Regions from separate parts of the Podarcis muralis genome. Here region 2 is linked to region 1. A link is a contact called in public Hi-C data. All regions are on one chromosome and are shown on one strand. The core of a region is the stretch at or near the end of the contact, and the rest is flanking DNA. Distances in the headings are between cores, read along the strand shown. Region 1 holds the start of NKIRAS2 (NFKB inhibitor interacting Ras like 2). Region 2 holds the start of METTL16 (methyltransferase 16, RNA N6-adenosine).

What was found. A called contact is a pair of places that touch in the nucleus more often than the background predicts.
Region 2: a Hi-C map of blood shows a contact between it and region 1, with 8 times the contacts expected there. The contact joins the promoter of METTL16 here to the promoter of NKIRAS2 in region 1. A contact is called at or near these places in 2 of 3 Hi-C or Micro-C datasets (blood and tail).

Annotation. Positions count from the first base shown.
Region 1 is chr13:39,710,427-39,714,759 of rPodMur119.hap1.1, forward strand. NKIRAS2 (NFKB inhibitor interacting Ras like 2) reads left to right here and starts at 2,069. Exons shown (of 4, transcript XM_028703089.2): 1 at 2,069-2,185; 2 at 3,516-3,646. The coding sequence starts at 3,553. It overlaps DNAJC7 (DnaJ heat shock protein family (Hsp40) member C7), which reads right to left and starts at 278. Exons shown (of 14, transcript XM_028705180.2): 1 at 15-278. The coding sequence starts at 142.
Region 2 is chr13:39,943,038-39,947,370 of rPodMur119.hap1.1, forward strand. METTL16 (methyltransferase 16, RNA N6-adenosine) reads right to left here and starts at 2,000. Exons shown (of 9, transcript XM_028703088.2): 1 at 1,565-2,000. The coding sequence starts at 1,692.

The sequences.
Region 1 (4,333 bases), core at 819-3,318:
GCGGAGGCTCTTACCTGCGCGTCCCCGCGTCCTCGTCCTCGTCGCTCAACATCGCCGGCCCCTCAGGGTGAGAAGGCGCCACCAGGTTCGCCGCCGCGGGCGTCATGATCACGTCGCACTCGCCTCCTCCCGCCGCCGCCATCTTGGCTTCCTTGTTGCAGGCGATCAACGGCCGGCGAGCCGGGAAGGGAGAGAGAAAAGGGAGAGGGAGAGAGAGCGGGAGAGCGAGAGCGAAAGGAGGACGGGAACGGAAGCTCACACGTCCACTTCCGGAGAACGAGTCGTGGCGGGTAGAACGCCCACTTCCGGCTTGGCTGAACAAGGAGAGGAAGGATTGGAGTCCGCCAAGAGCGAACCCCGGCTCCTCTTTTTTTCCCCTGTGTGGCGGGAGGAGCCCCCTCAACCCGTGAGAGTAATAAGCATAAAAGGGACTCAAAAGATGGATAATTATTATTTGCCCGTGCTCACCAATCCAAATCTGATCTGTATCCGGAAATTTTTAATGTTTGACGTTTTATTATGTTTTTATGCGTGTTGGGAGACGCCCAGAGTGGCTGGGGCAACCCAACCAGATGGGTTGCGTATTATTATTATTATTATTATTATTATTATTATTATTATTATTATTTTATTAACAAGTTGTTATACATCATAATATGATGCTCTGACATTCGTTCTCTCTCATGTCAGTCCACAAGTAAAAAATGATAATTGTTGCAACTGTTTTACTTTATTGCTATATGTTCACATACAACCAAGTTTGTAAGTCTTTGTAATTTTTTTTTTTTTTTTACAAAATCAATAAAAGGACAATTTAAACAAGAAAAAACCAAAACCTGAGGCTGGCTTGTACTTACTGGGGCTTGTTGCTGGGATTGGGTTCCCTCAGTCCTTAATTATGCCTGTTTAAGAAGGAGTTTCGTTGAACTCAGCTGGATTCATCACTTTAAAGGGGGGAAAACCCTATGTAAAAGAACATAACTAACATTTTATATAAATATATTTGATCACCCTGAGAAACACACCAGAAACATACCATATGGGCAGTGATAACTTTCCTATAGCCCTCATTTCCAACATCTGGTCCACTCAAAGCTTGAATTCCAACTCCCATCAGGCCCAACCAGCATGGTCAATGGTCAGGGATTATGGGAGCTGTAGTCCAAAAAAGTGGCTGGCTGCTGCAGGTTCTTCATCCCTGCTATATAGCTTTAGAACACTAGATTTTCATTTAGCTAGCATAACTAATGGTGGCTTTTTATGGCTAATGGTTGTTAACAAACCTATCCTCGACTAATGTATTTTTAATCATCTTAGGGTTCACCCACACTTCATCTTGTGCTGTGCCTAGAAAGCATGGGTCCAAGAGGTTTTTAGGTTACCCCACCATTCTTGTTTGTTCTGATTCAGTGGTAAATCCGATCCAACTCCCATCAGTGGCTCCGATCTGGTGGAACGCTCTGTCACATGAGACTAGGGCCCTGCGGGACTTGACATCTTTCCGCAGGGCCTGCAAGACAGAGCTGTTCCATCAGGCCTTTGGCCAAGGCACAGTCCTTTGGTAATCCTCACAGAACTCTAGCCCAATGGTTGCCATTAATTTGATTCTGAATTGATTTTAAAATGAATTGATTTTAAAATGCTGTGTTACTTTTATTGTTGTTAGCCGCTCTGAGCCTGGCTTCGGCTGGGGAGGGCGGGATATAAATAATTTATTATTATTATTATTATTATTATTATTATTATTATTATTATTATTATTATCAGCAGGTTTTCCCAGGGGAAAGCAGCCAGTGGCTATCCACCTTGTGGCAGATAATTCATAAGTTAATTGTGAAAAAAGTGTGACCACAGCGCATAACCATTCTCTGTGTTGTGGTATTCCACCATTTCCCCCGTCCCACAGAAACACACACTGCGCACTGTGCAACTCTTCCGCACTGTGCAATGTGTGCTGCTGTCTTAAGTGTTCTGCAGCTGAAGCTCTCCAGGTGACTCCTTGGCAGTTGCAGAGCATAGTATAGCAAAGCAACATTTCACATGCAACCCTAGATGGAGCTGTGGGCTGCATCCTTCTGGTTCTGCCACTTCTCCTAGCTCCGCTGACTTGTTGGCCCTCAGTTCCTCTCCAGGCTGAAGCTGAAGGCAGAAAGTAACGAAACAAAGGGGCAGGCGCTTTGGGAAGGTAAGTCCATATAGCCCCATGCAGGTGTGTGTGCTGATCAGCCGATCAGGATCAGCCGAACTTTCTCAGATGAAGCTCTCAAAACAGGATGCACCACTGAGAAAAGCAAGATCAGTGTGGAATTGCATGCTCACGTCATACCAAGGGTTTATGCCACTCGTTTATGTGACAGCAGACCTGTGCACAGGCCCAACAGGGAACAGCCACCAGTCCAGGCTTTCTGGTTAGCATACCTGTATGACACACAAGGAAAAGAGTCTGGCAGTGCCTTGAAGAGGAATGCGTTCGTTGTTGGCCTAACCTTTTGTGAATTAGAGCCTACTTCGATGCAAGGTGGATCCTCAGCCGGGCACGGAGTAAAAAGAATCAGGAATAGTGGGGCAAAAGTCTAGTGAACTTTGACACTTCTATGTGATGTAGAAAATGTATGCAAGATGAAAATAGCGACCTTTTGGCAACAACAATGAAAACTTTTCTTTCCTGTGCAATGGGCAAGAAACGCATGACTTGGACTCCTTAGCAGGCTTTGAATAAACATCCACAAATTTATTAGTCGAATATATGATAGACAAGGCAAGGATATGTACAATTTTATAATATGGAGAGAATAATATGTGCAAAGAAACCAGAGAGGGGAGCTGAGGGAAGCCCTGGGTGGGAGGGAGAGGGAGGGATGGGAAGGGAAAAAATAATGTAATTGAATGCCTGGATTGATAAATTGTTATGTTGAAACTGTTTAATAATTTTAAAAAATAAAGAAATGCATGGACGTGATTAAATCAGATTGCAGGATAACATTTGATACATTCCAGCATTGAAACGATACGTTCCTCAAATAATAAAATGTGTGAATCGGATTCGCAAAGCTGGAGATAAGTTTCTAGAGCTCCTGACGGGGTCAGTTGAAAGCAAGACTGCTGGACCTTGCAGTGTGTCTTTCCCCAGACGACTGATCCTTTTAGGGCCGCTTGCATTCCTGCTCACGCCCTTTCCCCCAATTTGCTGGTACAAACCTGGGCTCCAGGCAGCCTGGCTGTTCTGCTGGAAGTCCCTCCCTGAAACTCCAAAAAACAGCCTCAGGCACATAGCTCAGCGACAGAGTGTTTGCTCTGCTTGCAGTAGGTCCCAGGTTCAGACCCCGGCAACTCTTGGTATGGCTGGGGACAGACTCCTGCCTTAAACCTTGGAAAGCCTCTGCCAGTCCGCATAGACGATACGGAGCTAGACAGACCGATGTCCTTTGGTCCTTCCTTTGCTCCTGCGCCCACACAGAGATGTGTGGGTGTTTGTATGCGTACGTATGTTTTCACCGCATGCCTTCCATTTGCAGCTTCTTGCATTCTTCCTCTTCCCCCACCGACCAGAAGATGGGGAAGAGCTGCAAAGTGGTAGTATGTGGGCAAGCGTCTGTTGGGAAGACCTCTATCCTGGAGCAGCTCCTCTATGGGAATCATGTGGTTGGTGAGTGTTGGCTTTCAGCTGGGCACAGCTCACTAGCCTTGCTTGTTCAGGCCTAAACCGGTTTTTAAGGCTAATTCAGACCCCCTCCAAGTGTCCCTATTATCTGGGGACAGTCCTGGATTTACAGAAGCCGTCCTGGTTTCTGAATTGATCCCGGAATGTCCTGCATTTCCTTAGGACGTCCCTATTTTATCAGAGAAATATTGGGGGGTATGGTAGGACGCCCCTGTTTTCAATGGAGAAATGTTGGAGGGTATGGAGTGATGCGACCCGACCCCCCCGAGCCAAGGAGATAAGGAACTATACAGCCTTTAGAAGACATCTGAAGGCAGCCCTGTATAGGGAAGTTTTTGTTTAAAGTTTAATTATGTTTTTTATATATGTTGGACACCACCCAGAGATGGGTGGGGTAATAATAGTAATAATAATAATAATAATACGTCCCATTTTCCCATTTTCATCAGAGCAATGTTGGAGGTTATGACTATCTTGCTTGTTCAAGCCAAAACCATTTTTAAAGGCTAATTTACTGTACAGAGCCATTGCAAAAATGAAAAAGAGTCTGTTGCTTGTCTATGTGTATCCTGCACATCATTGGGAGTGATTCTAAGTGGCCAGGGAGAAAATATCCTAGCCTCGGTCCCATGTTTCTTGGGGAGTGTCACCTGTTTTACCACCCCTTGGCCT
Region 2 (4,333 bases), core at 750-3,249, 230 kb after region 1:
CTGGGGGGGAAATAATTTTTTTCCCTTTATTTCCCCCCCAAAAAACTGGGTGCGCCCTATGGTCCGGTGCGCCCTATGGTGCGAAAAATACGGTAATCCGTTTTGGGGTGCCGTTTGCACCCCAAAAGTCCGCAACTAGAGTGCCTCTTCCGCGCATGTGCGTGACGATCAAGCGCTTCTGCACGTGCGCAAAGCGTGCAGATCGCTTCTGTGCATGCAGCAAACCAGGAAGTAAACACTTCTGGGTTTGCCATGTTCGTAAGCTGAAAGTCCGTAAGAAGAGCAGAGCACAACACGAGGTATGACTGTAGTAGCATTTGTGGGCTTATTTCCAAGGCTGAACCAGGCCCGTGCCTGCAAATGAACACGACGCATATCATAAACTCCAGTTTATGCTGGTAGAGCATAAGACACTTAATCTGAGTAACGTGGCACTGGACGCCACATAGGGTAAAAAGATTCCTGCATTGCAGCAGGTTGGACTAAATGCCCCCGGGGGGGGGCAGGCTCCCTTCCAACTCTACAGTTCTGTGATTCCTCCTCTAACCCCCAAGTGGCTCAAGTTTTTGGATGCAGGGCAAAAAACCCCACAAAAAAACCTTGCCTTTTTGCTATCGGCATGAAGTGCGATTCTTATTGGCAGCCTAATATAATTATAATTATGTTACATTATATTAGGCTACTGAGAAGAATAAAATTATTATTTATAATATTACTTCTATAGATACTATTTATAGTGTTATTTTCTATATTATAATATTACTATATTATAAAAACAATACTATTATTTTTGTATGGAATAATATGCAGTTGTAAATATTGACAATAGGACCCATGGGGGGGGGAAGTCTCAAGATTCAGAGTAATCTCTATATATGGATATGCATTTGGAATGTTATAAATTCATATCTGTAAAATCAAATAAAAATGATTTCACTCCCCCCCTCCAGTTTTTAAATGCTTTATCGGTTGAAAACTTTGTAACAGAAGTATGCAATAGATGTTATAGGCAAAATATGAAATAAACAATTATTCATTCTTTAACTAGTACTTGCTTTGTACATCCATCTGTGATTAAATTTGAAAAGACCTCCGATCTTCCCCTTGAGTTCCTGAATTAATTTCCTTAAATATGCGCTTAAACTTTACTTTCTCCATGTTATTTGACTTACTATAAATTTTATTTTATAAAATTATCCTACCTACACACCGAAGCTCAGTCAAGACCTGCCAACGGATTGATCTTTTTGACAATGTTCTTTTACATATACTCTGCATATATCCCACTCTCTGATAAATTTTCCATCTGTAACGTCCCTTAACCTTGCTGATAATCTCGCCAGTTCAGCGCACTCTCTCATTTTGTTTTGCCATTCTAATTTAGATGGAAATATCCTCTCCCTTCCAGCCTTTTGCGATTAGAATTCTGGCAGCAACTGTAACATACATAAAGACTCTCCTGAAACTTTTTAAAAAATTGATTTCAAATAAATAAATAAATAAATAATATTACTATATTATACTCTATTATACAGAATACATGCATATGCTACTGAGAACTTACCTCACCCTCCCGGACAAATTTATCTGCACGTGTTGTTTAAATTCCGGGTACTTGGATGCCAGGTAAGCGAAATCCGGCGGCTTGTCCTTGTATCTGTTCCTCGCGTGCATTGATTTGTTGAGGGCCATCCCGGGAGCGCGGGCCGGACGGGGGTCGCTCTGGGAAACGAAACACCTGTTGGCAGGTAAAGGCGCCCGCGCAGCACGCGCGCGTCTCGTGCGCGAAAAGGCCTGCGCTGCGCGGTATCTCTCGCCCCTCAGGATGCCGGGCCCCCTCAGCAAGCAGTCCTCGCAGAAGATGCGCCGAGTCGTCGTCGTCGTCGTCCCCGGAGGCGAAGAAGTTGCGGAGGAGCAGAGAATGGGAGAAAAGCCCGAGAGTTGTAGGCGGCCCTGCGCTTCCGGTACAGCCGTCACCTCACACACAGACACAGACAGGAAGTCAGGCGACGAGGGGTTGCTGTGCCCGGCTATCCCGCTGGGCAACTCTATGGTTAAAAAGTCCTCCCGTCCCCTCACAAAGAGCGGCAGCTGCGCCTGCGCGCGTTCACATATGACCATAGAGTTCCGAGGGACTCCAGGGTCACCCAGTAGCCCAGCTCCCTCAATGCAGGGATCTCTTAGTAACTTAGTTCACCCAGGGCCGGATTTAGGTTTGATGTGGCCCTAAGCTACTGAAGGTAATGGGGCCCTTTATATGTCCAGCTGTCCTTTGTCAACAACAAATTGTCGCTGTTTTTTTTGGTGTTGAATAGATGCTATATGGACCTAATAGGTATCTAAAGCCATTTGCACATAACAAATAGGAGCCTACACAACACAAAACACTGTTGCTGTGTGTAGGTTTTACTTAATTGTTTTTTATCTTATATTTTGGAAATGTAAAGGTAAAGGGACCCCTGACCATTCGGTCCAGTCGTGGCTGAGTCTGGGGTTGCGGCACTCATCTCGCTTTACTGGCCAAGGGAGCCGGCGTACAGCTTCCGGGTCATGTGGCCAGCATGACTAAGCCGCTTCTGGCGAACCAGAGCAGCGCACGAAAATGCCGTTGTTTTTTTAACCTTCCCGCTGGAGGGGTACCTATTTATCTACTTGCACTTTGACGTGCTTTCAAACTGCTAGGTTGGCAGGAGCAGGGACCAAGCTCACCCCGTCACTGGGATTCGAACCACTGACCTTCTGATCGGCAAGTCCTAGGCTCTGTGGTTTAACCCACAGCGCCACCCACATTTGGAAATGTACATCCATTCCCCCCCCTTTAATTTTTTTTGGGGGCCCCACCTAAGCTATAGCTTGTTTAGCTTATACATAAATCTCTGTCAGGGATGAACTGTTCATTCACCCAAGCTCCGCTTAAGATTATTGTACTAAATGTTTCCTGGACTTTTTGGATAGCCACACAAATAGGAAGGGACGCTTCTGCTTTTTGCTGTCGCGTTTAGCAAACAGTATCAAAGAAAACACCAGTTATGAACATGATTGTAGCTTACACTGAGTGAGGCTAGTATATAGCCCGACACTACTTTCTTTGACTAGCGGCAGCGGAACCCGGCAGAATTTGGATGAGGGAATACAGATCTAGGCAGCTAATTTTTTTTTTTAAAAAAAAGTTTTCAAGGCTGCCTTGGGATACTTCCAGCTCTTAGCATACAATGCACACATTCTGGAGAAATCTTAACATCTTCCAAGACTAGAAACATTCCCTGTTAATAAAAACATCATTAGAATAGATGGTATTTGCAGAGGTGGACTTTGGTAATATTGGGCCTGGAGTGAGGACAAAATTTGGTGCCGTCCCGAAATATTATTTTCACAATAATTCATTTTGGTACAGTTGCTTTTTTATGGATCTCAGCAGGTATTCATATAAATATAGGTATTACTGTTACTATTATTTTGTGCCCCCTTGGATCGGAGCAGTGTGCAGGGGAACAACCAGCTACACTGCCCTAAATCTGGAGATGGTATTTGCAAAACCATTATGTCCAACAGTTACCCTTGTCCACTCCTTGGTGCTTCTACTGGAAGGACAAGCATGGGGGGGGGGGTACTTAACATGACCCCAGAAGAAAACTAGATTGGCTTGGATAACATTGGTAATGGGCAAGAAGAGCCCTCACTGACCCCAACAGAGTTATCTTCCTGGATCTTCATTGCTAAGATGCAGAGGGGTCAGTTTAGAAAGCAACTTATCAGCCACTTAAAATAGCAAGACACAGTTGGGGACCTTGTCAACACCTAGGTATATCCCAGGACAGGGATTTAGGGCTGTGCTCAGAGCCTATTTATACATGATCCAACACCCTCTCAGATGACGTCCACCTTCCAGGATCAAGACTGCAGTGGAAATTTCTGGTGTAAATCGGGTAAAGATGAAGTAACAAGATGGCTATTGGTGGACCAAGTTCTTTCTTCTCTTATCATTCATACTGGAGACCCGGTTCCTCTAGGCTGTTGCAAAATTAGCAGAGGGGGAAAAGATGCAACCTGGTCATTCCTGTCCAATGAGATGGGAGTTCACAGACCTGTTTCAAATTTGCCACTCTTGGTAGAATAGTGATCAGCAGCTCCCTGTGAAACACATGCCTGCCACATAGAATCGCTTTGAATTGCCACACCTGAAGGAATATAAAAGCATATGCTGTTCACATTTTGAACGAGTTGCTGTGCATGTCTGCCTATTGCAGGCTGCATGTCCCTTTGACAAAAACGGATCCTCTTTTCTGCTCAGCCTTTACCTCACTGATGGAGCTCAGTGAACATCCAAGATACT